2 separate regions of the Oryctolagus cuniculus genome follow, and region 2 is linked to region 1. Evidence: chromatin contacts called from public Micro-C data. All regions are on one chromosome and are shown on one strand. Each heading gives the region's core, a stretch centred on a gene start, on an enhancer-like site or on the middle of the called end of the contact. The rest is flanking DNA. Distances are from core to core; before and after follow the strand shown.

Evidence for each region. Hi-C and Micro-C count contacts between places; a contact is called where the count stands out from the background.
Region 2: a contact with region 1 is called in a Micro-C map of ear pinna, with 4 times the contacts expected there. The contact joins the promoter of FAM91A1 here to the promoter of ZHX1 in region 1. A contact is called at or near these places in 2 of 6 Hi-C or Micro-C datasets (ear pinna and skin fibroblasts).

Annotation. Positions count from the first base shown.
Region 1 is chr6:149,025,574-149,029,282 of mOryCun1.1, reverse strand. ZHX1 (zinc fingers and homeoboxes 1) reads left to right here and starts at 1,746. Exons shown (of 4, transcript XM_070075461.1): 1 at 1,746-2,037. LOC138849977 (a long non-coding RNA gene) reads right to left here. Exons shown (of 2, transcript XR_011389324.1): 2 at 2,949-3,709. It overlaps LOC138849978 (a long non-coding RNA gene), which reads right to left and starts at 1,598. Exons shown (of 2, transcript XR_011389325.1): 1 at 1,479-1,598.
Region 2 is chr6:149,494,144-149,498,314 of mOryCun1.1, reverse strand. It overlaps FAM91A1 (family with sequence similarity 91 member A1), which reads right to left and starts at 2,735. Exons shown (of 24, transcript XM_008255884.4): 1 at 2,407-2,735. The coding sequence starts at 2,478.

The DNA.
Region 1 (3,709 bases), core at 497-2,996:
TTAGCTTTACTTCTCCCACCGTATATGGCATGCACTGATGCTAAAATAAATAAATAAATAAATAAATAGCCTAGGGGCCGGGACTGTGGCATAGTGGGTAAAGTCACCCCCCTGCAGCGCTGGCATCCCTTATAGGCGCCCGTTCAAGTCCTGGCTGCTCCACTTCCGATCCAGCTCTCTGCTATGGCCTGGGAAAGAAGTAGAGGGTGGTCCAAGTCCTTGGGCCCCTGCACCCACGTGGGAGACCCAGAAGAAGCTCCTGGCTCCTGTCTTCGGATCGGTGCAGCTCCGGCTGTTGTGGCCAATTTGGGGGTGAACCAGCAGATGGAAGACCTCTCTCTCTGCCTCTCCTCTCTCTGTGTAACTTTGACTTTCAAATAAATAAATCTTAAAAAAGCCTAGTCGTTAAATCAATGAACAAAAGAATAAATTTCTCTATTTTAAACATTTTCATCCCTGAAAGTCCCAGAGGTTCTTTGTGGGCGCAGCACCGTCCCTAGGGGGCGCAGAGAAATGTCAGGGCGCACTTTTTCTTCAGCAGTTCTTTGATCGGTGCCTGGGTACTTACATGGCGAAAACCCTATCATTTTATATTTTTAATTGATATTAGAACAGGATCCTCATAAACGACTCTCTTCACCTTTATACTACTACTGCCTTACACTGGTTCCTTGAATTCGTGCGGGCAGTTTACTCTGAGTTTAATTCCTAGCGAGGTAAGGCTGTGCTGACACTCCGGGTGTGCGTCCAGGGCGCTGGGCTGAGGTCCCTCTGCTCCCACGATCGGTCAGCCTCGGCGCGCACTAGGTGTCCAAACCCACTCACAAAACGCTGGCGGACGCCGACGCCCACAGCCGGCCTTTCGCTTGGCGCCACGGCGAGTGCTAGGATTCATGCGGCTCCAGCGCCCGGCTGTCCAAGCACAAAGGGTCCCTGGCGGGGCTGGGGGCGGGGAATCCTCACCCCGGCGCCAAAGAGCGCGCTCCCACGCCCAGGCCCGCGAATCCGCGCGCAGCGGCCCCAGGGCCGGGCGCCTCTCCTGGCTCCGGCTCGCACGCTGCGCCCGAACGGTGCGAAGCGTGCGGGCAGGCGCTGGGACGCCGGCCGGTTTCCCGACAGCCCAGCCGGCCCCCGCCGCGGGGCTGGACCACAGCGAAGCGGTCTGGGTTTGCAGGGCAGGACTTGGACGGCCTCCGGGAGTGACGCGTGAGGGGACGGGGAGCAGAGGGCGGCTCCAAAGTGAGGTCGAACTGAACTTTTCGGTGGCCGCGGGACCGGAGGCAAGAAGAGGTGGGGCTGCAGTGACAGGGGCGAGACCACGGTGGACAAGGGGGTGGAACGCCTGGCCTCTCACAAGGGCGGAGCTGCCACTGACAGTGGGCGGGGCGTCCCGCAGGGGGCGGGGCTTGAGTAGGACGGCCGGCAGGAGATGGGGCTGATGATGACAAGGGGCGTCTCGGTGAGGAGACCATGCCTACCTCTCCGATTCCGGCGGCGACAGCCTTCTGGACTGGCCGGAGAGACGACGAGGCTTCTGCCGACAGCGGGCGGAGCTATCGCTGGGCAAGGGGCTGGGCAGTTACGGGACCCGGGGAGGCGGGGCTCCTCCTGACAGGAGGCGGGGCTTCAGTTGACAGGAGGAGGGGCGGCTCCCTGGCGCCTGCGGCGCGCCAATCCCCGGGTAGCTGTTGGGTCGAACCCCAGGGGAGCTGCAGGGTCCGGGTGTGGAGATCCCGGCGCGGCGCGGGGTGGGGGCGCGCGGAGGGCGCGCGCGCGGGAGGGCCCCGCCTCGGCCGGCTCTCTCCTCCCCCTCTGCCCCCCGGACGGCCGCGGGGGCGCGCGCCTCTCCTCGCACCCCTACCCCGGGTCCCCCTCGCTTGGCTGGGCAGCCACAGCCGCTGAGGCTGGTCTGCGGGGCCGGCCAAGTGGTTCCGGGTTTAGGGTTCACAGGTCAGAGTTGACTCCCTGAAAAGTGCAGCCGGTTTGAAATGCAAGATGGCGGCGGCGGGGCGCTGAGAGGCGCGGCGGCCCCTGCAGGTAGCGACTCGACGAGTGGGCCCGGACACCCCAGGCTGCGGGTGGGAAGCGGAGCGCGGAGCTCTCGGCCGGCCGGGAAGAAGCGAGCGGCGCGGGGTGGGCCGCAGGAGGGCGGCTCGAGGGCAGAGACCCCGGGGGCTGAGCCCGCTCGCTGCGGCGGGCGGCTGGGCGGACCCGGCGCGGGGCGTTCGTGGGGGAGGGACGGGGCCTGCCGCGCGACGGAGTCGCCTCCGCGGAGGTAGCCGCAGCCTGCTTCGCTCTCAGGGGTTCTGCACGGTGGAGGGAGCTGGGGGGCGGGCGTTCTATGAGGGAAAAAACCTCGGCCTCCCCCTCGACCCCCGCTTGAGCGAGCATTGGGCAACTTGGGGCTGTTGAGCGGAGTGAGGGCTTGGGTTTCCCTGAGGACGCCGCCGCGGGGGATGGAGGACCCCAGCAAGGTTGCGGGCCCTCGGGGGCGTGTGGCCGCCTCGTGGGGCTCGGCTTCTCGGAGACTGGGAAGCGATTTTCTAGCTGGGGCTGAGCGCACTGGCTTTGGGGTTGGCGCCCCGGAAACCCTTCCGGGGAAGGCTGCACCCCCAGTTCAGGGACGGCTGTGCCTCCACTTGGGATGAGACTGTATTAAGATGTTCAGGAAGGCCTGGGATTTGGGGCGGGCTGGGGGGAGTTGATTAAAGAGGATGGGAATGCTGTGTGGCCTTTTCAATAGGCAGAACGGGGGTGGGGCTGGAGGGGGGTGGCGGGGGTGGGAGACTGGCCTAGGAGATCCTCCAAGCTGTAGGGCCTGGAGGCAGCCAGTTCCTTGAGGGGAATGAAAGGTTGGGAGGGGGATGTGCGCGGAACGTGGGTTAATGGCAGGAAAGAAGAGCCCTGGGGGATGCCCTAGCCCTGTGTATTGGCACCAAAGTTCCAAGTAAAGGGACTTAAAATTCTTTGTTCCGGTACGCCACCCCCACCTCCGTGGGCAACAGTGAGGGAAGAGCGACCCCCACCCCCCACCCCAGGAGGCACAGATTTCGTTGGATGCCCTTAGCTTAGGATGGTGATCAGACCTCTTGGAAGGCGTCCGAGAGAGATTTAGAAGAGCAGAATGGGGATGGAGGAAAAAGGGGACGGGATCTGGCAGAGCAAGCAGTCCGCAGTCGTCTGCCGTCATGTCACCCCGATTCGTTTTAAAAAAGATGGGAAGAGCTAATCCGAGAAAGAAACATGTCAGGGGAAGGCTAGTCGAGACTTCATGATTGATTGGGTTGCGATTCCGTGAAACTTGAAAGAAAGAAGTAGCTCCCTTGGAGGTTAGTATGGTGGGGAAAAAGGAAAATCCCCAGATGGGGAAAGGTGCGGCGGCTCCTGGTTAGGGAGGAGGACGCAGGAGCCGTGGCTGCTGGGCTGGACGAGTGTGCCTGTGAGGGCAGCCCATGTGGAAGTGCGCCTTGAGATGTGTCCCCGTTGGTCTTTGTCTGAAAGCTTTGACTTGTATTACATGGTGCTCCGTGAATTACCTTTGTTTCTGGAAAGTCAGCCCGATTTCATGCTGGTGGTGAGGAGGAGCCGGAGTTGGGTTTAACAGGCACGCTGCCGCTGGTGCACTCCTAGGCTACTGTAATTTCTCAAGTACCGATTCCGACTCCTGATGTTAAGCAAAAGAAATCTGAGTGCTGCCGATGACAGTAGT
Region 2 (4,171 bases), core at 1,486-3,985, 470 kb before region 1:
TGTAGCAAATGACTCTAAAAGCACAAACATTTCCTAAAGCATCTGCTCCTACAAACACTAATCCCAATGTGTCATCCTAACACGTACTCCTAGCCCCCCAAAACACTTTTTGTTTAAACTGACCCTTCTTGGATTTTACAGAACTTCTTCTTACGAGTCTCCTTAAAATGAAAGGAGCATGAATCATTTTGAACAATGAATACAAGATATTGATAGACTATCCTGAAAATAACGGCCCAACCTCAACTTTATTTCTCAGCCTAGCATGATTCATTTAACAGGAAAAAATTTTTTCATCTTTCCATGTTTAAAAAATTGGCTCAAAATACATTTTTATTTAAAAAATCTGAATCTCCTTCCCCCCAGCGTTCAGAATTGGGAAAAATGAATCATTTCCTAATTAAACCCATAAAAACTTAGTGAAAACGATACCAAGGTATCTTTAATGCCAAAAGACAAATTTTTCCATATAAAGAATATTCCCCCTCACTTTTAAACTGAGCTTTAGCTGCCCAGGAAAAAAAAATTTACACTGATCCATCATGTATTCACTCCACAAACATTTACTGAAAGCCAACTATGTAACAGGTGTTCAGAGTACAAACCATGAACCCAGAAAAGGCACCTTAGTGGAGTACGTTCTACGATGGGCGAGGGATCTTGTCACGGCAATGTATACGGAAGACAAGAAACCACCCAAAGTGAATTACCAGAGATTCAAGAAGAAACCATAAGAAATAGAAAAGAGACCGGAGTGACAGGGTTGGATTTGCATTTTAGTGTAGTGTGAAGAATTGGATGGGATGGTCCTATCCCTAAATAGAGAGATGATGTAGTAATCTAACATGGAGCTTAATTTAGGGAAACAGTGGTAAAGCTAGACAAATCTATGTAAGTAACTTTTAATACATTTTTTTTCAACAGCTACAAATGGCCAGTCTTAGGATATCCTAAGTTAAATGACATTAAAGTCAATTACTCATGTTGGGCATACTCTAATCTCTCCTCTTTCTTCCATTATGCTGTGTTCATTTTTATTTAAAATAGAATATGGAAAAAGTAAAATACAAGGATTGCTGGCTCTTCCAGTAGTCTTCAAATATGCAACAAAACCTTAAACAACAAGGGTCCACCAAAGCCCTCCTGCAAGCTGAAAGAAAAGCTTACACATTCGTCCATTTCAAAATAAACACCTCATGGGCAGCCACTGACAACCCAAGAACCACAAGCTCCTTAAATGTATCTTTCCATTCCTTGGCTTTAGGTTATCTTAGAAAGCAGTTTTCGATGCCAAATGATACTTCACCAAATTCTTACATTATTTCCTTACTAGAGTTAAGTTCCCAACGTGGGAAGGAGGAGGGAAAGTTTGTGGGGAAAGTGAACTATAATAATCCTTATGTCCTCACCACCCAAATTCAACTACTCGGCACCAGTAAGACCACAAATTTCATTCTCTCCCTGGTAAAGTAGGAAAAACTGAGAAACCATAGTTACACAGGATTGAACATCACCTGTCATGGTATGTATTTCCTCATCTATTGTCCACTGTCTCTCGTGGCTAAAACCCAAGCTCCAAGAACGCAGAGTCTCTGTCTTGTTGATTCTTTATTAGTGCAATTTACCTGACCAGAACCAAGGCAAAGCACCCAGCAGATCCTCAAAGCTACATCCGTTAAACAACTGAGTGTAACCGACGATCGGCATCTTAAACGTGAACTCTCGAAAACTTCACGCCACTCTCTTGTCGACGAGAACCAACCCTCTGGTCTAGAGGATAAAATCCGACCTAAGCACAGCCCCTTCCGAATCTGGCCCTATCTCTCCAGCTCAGCTGCTACCACCCCCACGCCATGGCCAAACTTCAACTCCAATCACAACCCAGGAGCAAGGCAGTCGCTCGCTCCTCTCCACCCTATTCCCTCTCCCTCTTCTAACTCGTGGGTCCTCCAAGGCCCCATCCACAGGCCGCCCGCACGCATCCTCCCGATTCTCCCTGGACACTCCGATGCCCCGCCGTGCCCCACGGACGCCACAGCGGAGGTGCGCAGGAGCCGCGCATCTCCCTGTTTCGCAGCCCTCTCCCACCATCCTCGAGTCCTGGAGGTCAAGGGCTGTGGCCGAACCGAGGCTGCGGGCAAAGGCGCCGAGCGAGCGCTGCGGACACCAATTCCTTTCCCTTTCGCAACCGCGCCATTCGGCCCCCGTGACTCCACAGCAGCCCCCACACCCTCGCCCCCGGGCCGCAGGTCGGTTTCCCCGCGACCCGGAGATGGACAGGGCGGGGGTCAGCCCCGAGGAGCGCGCCCCCTCCCACTCCACCCTGGGGCCCGCGGGCGAGGCCAGCAGGTGACGGCGGGGCGGGGCCGAGCCGGCCGGGGACCCAGCCTCAGGTTCCGGCCGTACCTGCCTCACGTTGGCCGGCAATTTGCTCCAGGGGTAGTTGTGGCGAATGTGGAACTCCACGTCTATGTTCATGATGCCAGCAGCCGCGGCCGCGACCGCAGCTGTAACGACGCCTCCCGCCTGCCCGCCCTCTGCGTGTCAGGGGAGGCCGCGGGAGGCCCCGCGCCTCACACCGCGGAAGGCTCGGACCGCCCCATGGCCAGGGCTCCCGACAGCTCAGCGCGGCCCTGACCACAGGTCAAACGAGCGGCGGCAAGATGTGGCTCGGGAGCCTGGCTGGCTCCGAGTTTCTTCCTAGTTTCGGCCGGCCGGAAGTGGCTTCTGGGCCTGCGTCACTTCCTGCCGCGGGTGCGCGGCCGGAGAGGCGGGGCGCCGGACTGGCCTCCCGTGCCGCCCACTACCCTCTGGTGGGCGGGGCTTCTGGTGGTAACCGCCCCCTCTCCGAGGACGTAGTCCGCCTACAGGGTCTGGATGAGTTAAGGTGGTCGCTGGGCTCTACCCCGCGGTTGTAGGGTGACCCGGTTTCCCATGTGGCCCAAGACCAGGGGGTTTAAAGCACTGGGGTCGGCTGCCTCAGAGAAGCCACTTGGAAAGGCGCCGTAGTTGGATTCCCATAGTGGAAGAGCCGGGAGCCCACCAGGGCTCTCTGCAGGTCAGCACTGAACTTAAGGCGGGGGGCAGTGGTGGAGCAGAGCTATGATGAGCCTTCCTCATTGCCCAGTGGGTGCTTTTACCTTGTGGAAGAGGGAGGTTGAGGGCTACCTCGAGGATCCCAACTTCTTAACCTGTAGGGATTCAGGGAGCTGACATTTTAAACAGCTTGTGCTGCTGAACCGAGGTGGCCCAAGGGGTCTCTAGGGAAGAGAGACAGCGCCTTGGCAACCTTGGACATGCACCCTCTCCTGGGTTCTGCTTGCTCCTGCTCCACACCACGCCTCCAGGGTCGCTCTTACAGGCCGGAATCCAGGGTGTCCTAATGTCGGCGCCAGTGAGAGAGTCTTTGGGGACAATTTCTCCCCGAATTTGTCACACTGCCTAAGCAAGCCCATGACTGTTATTACTGGCAGCAACCAGAGACACAGTGTGTTTGCAACTATTTTTCAGTCTTAAAGAATGGTTTTAAAGAATGTGGCCGCTGCGGCTCACTAGGCTAATCCTCCTCCTTGCGGCGCCGGCACACCGGGTTCTAGTCCCCTTCGGGGCACCGGATTCTGTCCCGGTTCCCCTCTTCCAGGCCAGCTCTCTGCTGTGGCCAGGGAGTGCAGTGGAGGATGGCCCAAGTCCTTGGGCCCTGCACCCCATGGGAGACCGGGAGAAGCACCTGGCTCTTGCCATCGGATCAGCGCAGTGCGCCGGCCGCAGCGGCCATTGGAGGGTAAACCAACGGCAAAGTAAGACCTTTCTCTCTGTCTCTCTCTCTCACTATCCACTCTGCCTGTCAAAAATTAAAAAAAGAATGTTTTATTGCTCACCGACAGCATTGTTAGAACTTTTTATAAGATGCCTTGTCAGCACCTCGTCAGCTGGCAAGCAGAAACCCCATTATAATGAGGAATTGAAGCAACCATGGTACACACTGCATGGGTATATTGGTCTCATGTCATCCAATGACAAATGCTTTGAGACCTGGAGCACGGGGTAGAATAGTTCAGTGAGTGAGAGTTTACTGTGCTATTCAATGGGGATGGTTAATGGTGAGGCATTTTCTTTTTAAAAAATTTTTAAAGATTTATTTATTTATTTGAAAGTCAGAGTTACACACAGA